Regions from separate parts of the Gasterosteus aculeatus genome. Here region 2 is linked to region 1. A link is a contact called in public Hi-C data. All regions are on one chromosome and are shown on one strand. The core of a region is the stretch at or near the end of the contact, and the rest is flanking DNA. Distances in the headings are between cores, read along the strand shown.

Region 1 (4,180 bases), core at 485-2,984:
CTCCACCCAGGTCGGTCATCATTGCGTCCACGCCGAGGCATTTTATGAGCTCCATCAACATTACACCACGTTCAGTGGTTACACCTCGACAAAACTCCCCTTTCACAAAAGAAACCTTCAAAACAACCCCCCCTCTGATTGTGAAATTCAAAACACGAGAAACCGAGGCGATGCAATGCCGCGCTTCCTGTGGCCTTAACGTGAATAAAATACCACAGAGAATTTAAGAGATAAGCGATGCCTGACGTGATTGTGAATCACCCCGTCGTTCTTGCAAAAAACGGAAACGACGTGTAGCGCGAGCGACCCGAAGCAGGAGAACGGAGAACTCCGGGATCCACAGGAGGCCGCGAGGCTCGCAAGTAGTTCTAACAGACGCACTTGATCCGGTACGGGTCTGATGCGTGCACGCTCCTCCCGAAGCTTTAGGAATCGAACTCTTGCAGACAAATTCACATCTCACAACAAAAGGGTTTCATCAGCATTTCGTCGCTTAGAATCGACGGTTACAGCACCCGGATGAGCACATGAATATATATATATATTTATAGGTAAAATGATAGATAACCAAGCTGAGATGTTCTGCTCTTTCACACCTCGCAGCAGAGGAAATGGTTCAGGATGTTCATCTAAACGTTGATTACAAACAAGATAAACGGCGAACGCGACTAAATAATCAAGACGAGTAAACTGGAATCAGACCTGATGTGCCAAAAATAAAGGTTTTGTATCCAACCAACAGAAATGGAAAGAATTTGATTAAATAAGAGTACATTGAATAGAATAGATGAAAAACAACCCTTGGGGTTGTGTCCCTCGGGAAGCTTGACAGCTTGTCCCTCGCACAACTTTTAGCCACACGTTTGGATCCCGAGGAAAGTCGGCCTTGCTAACTATCAGAAGGCCGAATTTCTGTCCCTTCGCGTGTCGAGGCGTCCGTGAGCGACGCGCTGAACCGCATTGAACAAACTTGGGTGAGGAGGGACGTTCAGACGAATCTACCGGACTTCCTCGCAGCGCTGAAATACAAGGATTTTATCGCTGAGGTGCAGCAGGCGTTGACTACGGTGCATTCACGAGGATCGTGCATCCAGATGTGTTCTGATGTGGAAGGATCGCAGAAGAGCGGCCGCTCAGATGTGTGGAGGGAGGAGCTGCACCTCAGTTAATCAGTTACTACATTAGTCATTTCTGGCTCCAAAAGGCCTCGATCAGCAGGTTGTTTTGTGTCGATAGAATCAGAACTCTGATGATTCATTTGGTTGACGTGGTTTTCTAATCAGCAATCAGTTTCCACGAAACATGTTTTTCAGCGCTACTGAAAGTCCTGCATTCTTAAAGTAACGTAAGAAAGTAATGTTTTTAAGTCAGAATGTACAACTATTTTATATAGTTTTGGACTAACTACATGCAGAATGGCACAGATCTGATTAGTGATGGATTATAAGTGTAACAGTGGGTTTTGTTTAAATGACTTTATATTCTGCAGGGTTGCTCAGTATGTAAGCTAATGTATTCTTTGATGCTTTTGCACTGTAGTAATAATAATATTGTGTAAAGATAATAATTATTCATGAATAAATGAGTAAAAGCAAACTCATGCCACCACAATGTTACAAATACAAAGTCACTTTCCATCTCTGATACTCCACATGTTTGTAAAGCATAAAGTCACAATGTACCAAAATAATCTACACTCACTACGCACTATTTTTTGCAGCTGTGTGGGGGGGATGACGGACGCTCCCCTCGTGAGTTTGTGGCTGTCAGCCACATCCTTTGCACAGAAGCCCTTCCTTCTCTCCCCGACGCAGGGAAGCTCTTTAAAAGGAGTCGGCGAGCCGCCGCTCTCGGCTCTCAGCATGTTGCTCCCGCGCCACCTGCTCCTCCTGACTCTTTGGCTCGGCCTCCACGGCCGAGGTCACTTGGCTTTTTTTTTCTTCTACATCTTCCAACTCCTCACCCGATCTCATTCAATCCGTTGCCATTGGTCATTTTTTTAAGTTTTGGTCAGGCGCGTGATGTTTGCATATGTTCTTTGTTTTTTTTTCAGCGGAAACCGGGGGAGTCGTCGGGGGCCACGAGGCCGCGGCGCACAGCCGGCCGTACATGGCGCTGCTGGCGGTGACGAAGGCGGACGGTGCGACCGGTTACTGCGGCGGCTTCCTTTTGACGCGGGAGTTCGTGATGACTGCGGCCCACTGCCAAGCCAGGTCACCGCAACGCACTGCGCCCGGTGGCGACCGGTGCATTCTGGGAACTAATTCACCCCTTACAAACGACAAACATTGAGTTTGAGGAATATGCTCCATTGTGAATTATCACATGTGTTCTTATTTTTAACTTCTCTGTCATTTCAGCAACTACACGGTGTACCTGGGACTTCACAGTTACCGAAAGAAAGCTACAGCGCAGCAATTAAGTGTGACTAAATCACACCCACATCAGGACTACGACGACAGTGACTTTAGCAATGACATTATGCTTCTCAAGGTAAGAGCAGACGTTTCCGGGCTTGTGTTGCACTACGCCACGGGGGTTGGTGTTTTCTCACGTGCACGTGCATGTATTCAATCCTTCCATGTTCCTTAAGTTGAGCACCGAGGCAGAAATCACCACCAGTGTGAAACCCATTGCTTTGGAGAGGGCGGACGTGGCCGGTCCCTGCCCGTGTGCCGTGTCCGGCTGGGGACAAACGCAGATGGGCGGACGAGGCATGTCCCTCGTCCTCATGGAGGCCATCGTGAAGCTCACCGACGCCGAGGACTGCGCGGAGCTCAAGAGTTACTGCTCCAAAGGAGCGACGGGACCCGGGGAGGTACGTAGTGTTTCGTAGAATTAACGTGGATCGAACAAAACAAAGAAACGTTGGTAAGCGACGACGATCGATCGGTGTCCTCGCGTGTGTGTGTGTGTCTCCTTGCAGGGGGACTCTGGTGGGCCGCTGGTCTGTGGGGACGGGGGTGGAAAGGCGTACGGAGTGATTTCCAGCTACAATAAACTTTCGCAAACATATTATTATACCAAGATTTCCAACTACGTGGAGTGGCTGGATTCGATACTGAAAAATGGAACCCGATCCGGCGTTTGAATCGCACGGCTGATGACCGAAATCACAATTCACGCCTTTTGCACTTAACGCCTGGACTCTTTTTGCTTCCCGCAGATTTATTGGCGCTGTTTGATACGAATGACGCTTTTGGTTGAATGAAATCACCGAAAATGCAGGTTTCTTTCAAGGCCTTTCATGGCACACAAATTCAGTGGTATGAAACCCAAAAGGTTAAATAGCATTACTAGATATAGTATATGTATGTCATACACTGTACCGCTCTAAAATGCAACAATAAATAAAGACTGTTTTTCTTTTGAAACACGACTCGGTGGCTTTCTCACCATCTCTTTGTGCACTTGTGTGTTTGAGCCTGACTTGAATGAACAAAAAGACGACACTGCCTCCTTGTGAACGAAGCTCATCGATGCAGCAGTCACGGCTGAAACGTGTGAACCTGAGCATGTCCTCCATTTATGTAACTACAGATCACTGGAGCGCACTTTTTAGTCATTTCTGGCCAAGACGGTCACTTTCCAATAACGCAAATATGTTTTTATGGGCTTCTTTGGGCATTAAATGAGTTTAGACATTTAATAAGCCCGCGGGATTTGATTACAGCTACCTATTTTTTTTTAAAACAAAAAGTACTTTAAATAAATCAAAAAATCAAAATGCCTGGGGCAAGACGCAAACCAGGACCAGGACCAGGACTGAAAAAGTTTTAGATGTATAAATAATATTCTAATACATTTTCTCGACTGTGTTTTCGGACGGGCTTCCTGGTGGAAAAATAATAATAAGATCGTCAGAAATGTGGCCAACGTGAGAGGTACCAGAGGAGCAGCTCGGCCCGATCCAAGTTCAATGAGGTCGGCGCGTGAAAAAAATACTATTTTTCCTTTTTTTAACCTCACCAAACGAATGAAAGCCGAGTCTGATGTGGAGGACGTAGGTTTTATTGACTTACCCGAGATATTAACAACAAATTGAACACATGTCACCATGCAACGTTGTCACGGTGTGGGTTTTATTTTGTAGTTTCCTGCCTCTTGTGTCTCTGGGTGAACTTCACTTCCTGCCCTGGTGTGTTTTCTCCTGTGAGTGTCCCTGATTGCCTCCTGCTGC
Region 2 (4,180 bases), core at 572-3,071, 60 kb before region 1:
GCTTCACAGCCGCAGGCGTCGCGCCGAGCGTTTGACTGGCTGACGTTGCGCCTTCAATTTAACACGTTTGTCTGTGGGTGGGGGGGGTTCCAGTGGATTCGGTGTTGTATTCGACAGGTTCGTAAGTTGCTTTATCTTCTGCGTGAGCTGACGAGGAAGGACGCACAGCTTTCTTCCGCACGTGCATGTTGCACATTTTGCATTGTGAGTCTCTTTTCTTTACGCCCATCTATTATCTACACGGTTGTTTTTCTTCTCAGCGGCCTTCCACTCCTCGCTGCTGCATTTTCCTGGCGTGCCCCCTCCCACCCCCCCCCCACCCCCCCCGGGGACCATTAAAGTTTCATTTCATCTTATCTCATGCAAGGTAAACAGACTCATTAAGTGAGTTGTGATCACAGTTGTGCGCCGCTACGATGGAGGTAACACTCTGCGGGGGCACATGACATGTAGCATGAGGGAAATCAGCCCTCTCCCTGGGGGGGGACGCAGCTGCACGGCCGAGGCCTCAGCTGCAACACAAGCTGACGCTCGAAAGCCCTCGTTTCTCTTTAGCTGCCCTGTAAACGCCTGCGCGCACACACACACACACGCGCACACACACACACGCACACACATCTGGTTCAATCAAAGATCAGAGTTGCACCTGCTTTCCCTCAGAAGCAAAGCCTGGTGGGTTTGCACGCGTGTGCATTTTCCCCAGCGTGCTCCGGTAGTCTGAGGGGGCGTTGGGCCTGAAGGCGCTGCGTCTCTCCTGGACGCCGTCCCTGCTGAACGCCCACCGCCACTTTGCCCTCGTCGGGAAATGTGAAGGATGGACAGTTAAGTGGTGGTTTCAGCAGCAGCATCATTGTTACTGTGATAACGGCAGTCGTGCACTCAGAGTCCTCCGCCTGCCCGCGGCGGCACGGCGTGTTCAGGGTGTCAACACGAATCGGATTTCCCGGCCTCCGTTTTGAACGGAACACCCCGTCTCCGTGTACAATCAATTTGACTCGATTAAAGGGCCCCGTGGACCCGGGTGAACTTTGCAAAGATCAACTTGTCACAGGGACTCAGGAAACATCCCCGAGGGGGGCCGGGGGGCCGGGGGGGGGGGGGCAGCTGCTGCTCCACCGGCTCAGGTAAATGCCAGAAACCCCACTTGGAAATACACTGGCTGACACACACACACACACACACACACACACACACACACACACACACACACACACATACACACACTGCTGCGTATTAAAGGAACACAAGCAGGCTTAGCTTTAATCACACTGTCAGCACAGAGGATACGCAACGAATGAATGTGTGCACTTTATGCAGATACACACACACACACACACACACACGCAGACGCACACAGGGTAACCCAGATATTCAGATACAGCTCCTTTACTATAATTGTTGCTCCTGGAAATGGGATCTGAATAACTGTCGAGCGGGAGGAGCCTAATTACAGTATTTCTACTAAACGCGATTCTTTTATTACTCTTCCGTTCATGCAAATGTCTCATTTTAAGTACGTAACAGCGTCTGGCTTCATCAAGAGATCATTTAATGAGCAGTGGAGTGACTCTTAAGTTCGTGCCACATATTGATCTTGTGCATCAACAGCTCTGCTCTTGTTGGGAGTAGTTCTTTATTTATTAGTGTGGACCAAAATAAACAACAGCATCATATTTCAGCTGCAGAGTCCATGTTGCGGTTTTTATGCAGAGCAGCGTTGTTCTTATTGCTCTGCAGTACCGGCGAGCACCACCAGGTGTCTGTAGAGTTAAAGGGATGTTCTCAAAGAAACAAGGATTGGACACCAAATGAAGACCTTCAAGGTGATCATCATCTCCCCCGTTCACTCTAAAACACACACACACACACACACACACACACGGGCCTTCACGCTGAAAGCATCCGCAGGCTCCAATGGACCATCATTGGTCACAGTGTCGCATGCAGAGAGAAGCCAGAGGACGCAGAGGGTCAATGAGGACAACATGATGCAGGATTAGATTAACAATGTTATAACTGATGCTCAATCAAGTTGTGTTTGTATACACGCAACACAGGCGCTTTTAATATTTAATCAGTAGTATATTTATATCCTCAGTTAGTTTCTACTCTGTGGCTGTTTGGGTTCGGAACTGTAACTGGAGGGGTCTCCGGGGGCCTCCTGGTGGGATCCCAGAGGCCCGACGTGTCGTATGTTGGTCACATTTCACTTCACTCGCGTAAATACATTTTTTTTTTTTTTTATGTGCATCATCGTTCCCAGTGATTCTTTTTGTGTCCCCCCCCGCTGTGAATAACACCGTCTTCCTCTGTGTCCGACAGCAAAGGGGAGGCGGCGGCGATCGAGACGGAGCTCCTGAGGGACTACCGGTTCGGACAGCAGCAGCTGATCGAGATCTGGGGGCAGGCGTGCGCCCTCGCCATCACCAAGGTAGGCGCCACTCCCGTCCCCCCCCCCCTCCCTTCGTCGTAGGCGGCCGTGTGTTTGTTCCTGTATGTGGTTTTACCCTCACGCCGTGCACAGAAGTGGCGCGTGCCGTTGGCCGGATGCTGCTGTTCGTGTCCTGTAAGGTCGACGTTAGTTTGTGGTTATTTATATAAATATATATTTTTTCCAGTCTTAGTTAACCCAACATCTTTGTTTAACCTTATCAAATTAGTTTGTCGCCTTACGCAAATTTATAATTCTGATACATTCAACAGAAACATTCTTATTTATTTATTACAGATTTACTATTTGTTGTGAAATTAACTTTTTAATGTGATGTTTTGTGCTGCAGGCTTTTATCTGTTGTCCTTTAAACCAGCAGTTGCCATTTACTGTAATTGTGTGTGTGTGTGTGTGTGTACACTCACCATTCTTTATTTTGTGTTTTCCATGAATTGAAGGGATTTATCTTCTCTGCAGCTGCGCTCTTTCTTTGTATTGAAACATTACAACAAATAATCCGACTAAAAGGAGCCACGCAATTTCTTTTTAAATGAATGTTCTTTTCGGTGCCAAGTCCTCCGACCGACAACCTCAACCAACGCGATGCTGCGCATCGGCCTTCACAAAACAAGAACCCACGCTAAACCATCAAAGAGGGCAAAAGGTCACAGCTGCTGCTGCTCACACTTTCCTATTTCGCATTAACTTCCACCCCCGAGATGTCTGATTACCGCGTGGAGGAAACGCTCTAACGCTCTGTGACATTAAACCTCCGAGCGTTGGAAGCGGCTCACCTCTGGGCAGAGCACCCGGGCCCCCTCCGGGGCGGGGGCTCCTCTCCTCCGGGGTCTGGACTGTGTCGGGCCAACGGTGCGTGTGTGCGTGCGTGTGTGCGTGCGTGTGTGTGTGTGTGTGTGTGTGTGTGTGTGTCTCTCTCCAGCCAAACCAGGAGGAACAGACGTGCAGACGTGCAGCATTCTAACACATGACGTACTTACGTTAAGACCAGCGATGGGGTGCTGAACCCAACAAACTAGTTTTACTGCTTAAACTTAAAGATAATTGAGGATGGAGGGTTGGAAATGCCAAAAGCTTTTAAAGAGCATGAATAGAAAAAAAATAAATAAATACAAACAACGTATCCGTGGTTCGCAGTAACTGAGCAGCTCAATGGGACAAAAGCATATTGTAATATTACTGTTTGTCTGCTGGGTGTGTAAATAAATAAGCAACATGTGCTTCACATATACTTTATAAGGTGGTAATGAGTCAATATTGTATTTGCAGCTTTTACAAACAAAGGAACCGTTAATGCCGGTTTCACCACGGTGTGATTTTAGTCATCATTGCATTCATGCCTGCTGTCGATTTTATGCATCTATCGTGTTTCGATTTTATAGAAATTCTTATTAAACACTGGAACCTCGCAGTGTTCCACCGACTATAGTGACATCACTGCTATTTAGGGGGGGGGGATTACAGCAGGAGGAGACGCAGGCTGTCGGGTTTCACCTCCTTCCCTGCCGGCCTGCTGCTCGTTGGCTTCCAAAGTACACGGCAACAAATAAGCATGTGCACGAGGTCGCACGCAGACACACACACACACACACACACACACACACACACACACACACAACAACACCTCCGGCTGCCAGAGAGATTATCGGTCTTTTGTAAGTAAATCTTTTACTGTTCCAACAGCCAGCAGGTCCAGACTGTCTGTCTGCGCGTCCGTCCGAGTGGAGACGG

Evidence for each region. A called contact is a pair of places that touch in the nucleus more often than the background predicts.
Region 2: a Hi-C map of whole body shows a contact between it and region 1, with 10 times the contacts expected there. The contact joins the enhancer-like site here to the promoter of LOC120823382 in region 1. A contact is called at or near these places in 5 of 6 Hi-C or Micro-C datasets (liver, skeletal muscle, tail fin and 1 more).

The regions. Positions count from the first base shown.
Region 1 is chr8:19,953,028-19,957,207 of fGasAcu3.hap1.1, reverse strand. It overlaps LOC120823382 (granzyme G), which reads left to right and starts at 1,734. Exons shown (of 5, transcript XM_040183292.2): 1 at 1,734-1,920; 2 at 2,054-2,213; 3 at 2,361-2,493; 4 at 2,594-2,818; 5 at 2,927-3,379. The coding sequence starts at 1,734. The coding sequence ends at 3,091.
Region 2 is chr8:20,013,557-20,017,736 of fGasAcu3.hap1.1, reverse strand. It overlaps yjefn3 (YjeF N-terminal domain containing 3), which reads left to right. Exons shown (of 6, transcript XM_040184843.2): 2 at 2,323-2,431. Among protein-coding and RNA genes, the nearest start is that of yjefn3, 14 kb to the left of the region's middle. Within about 2 kb of position 1,821, at least 1 of the 9 cell types and tissues checked has open chromatin away from gene starts, as enhancers often do.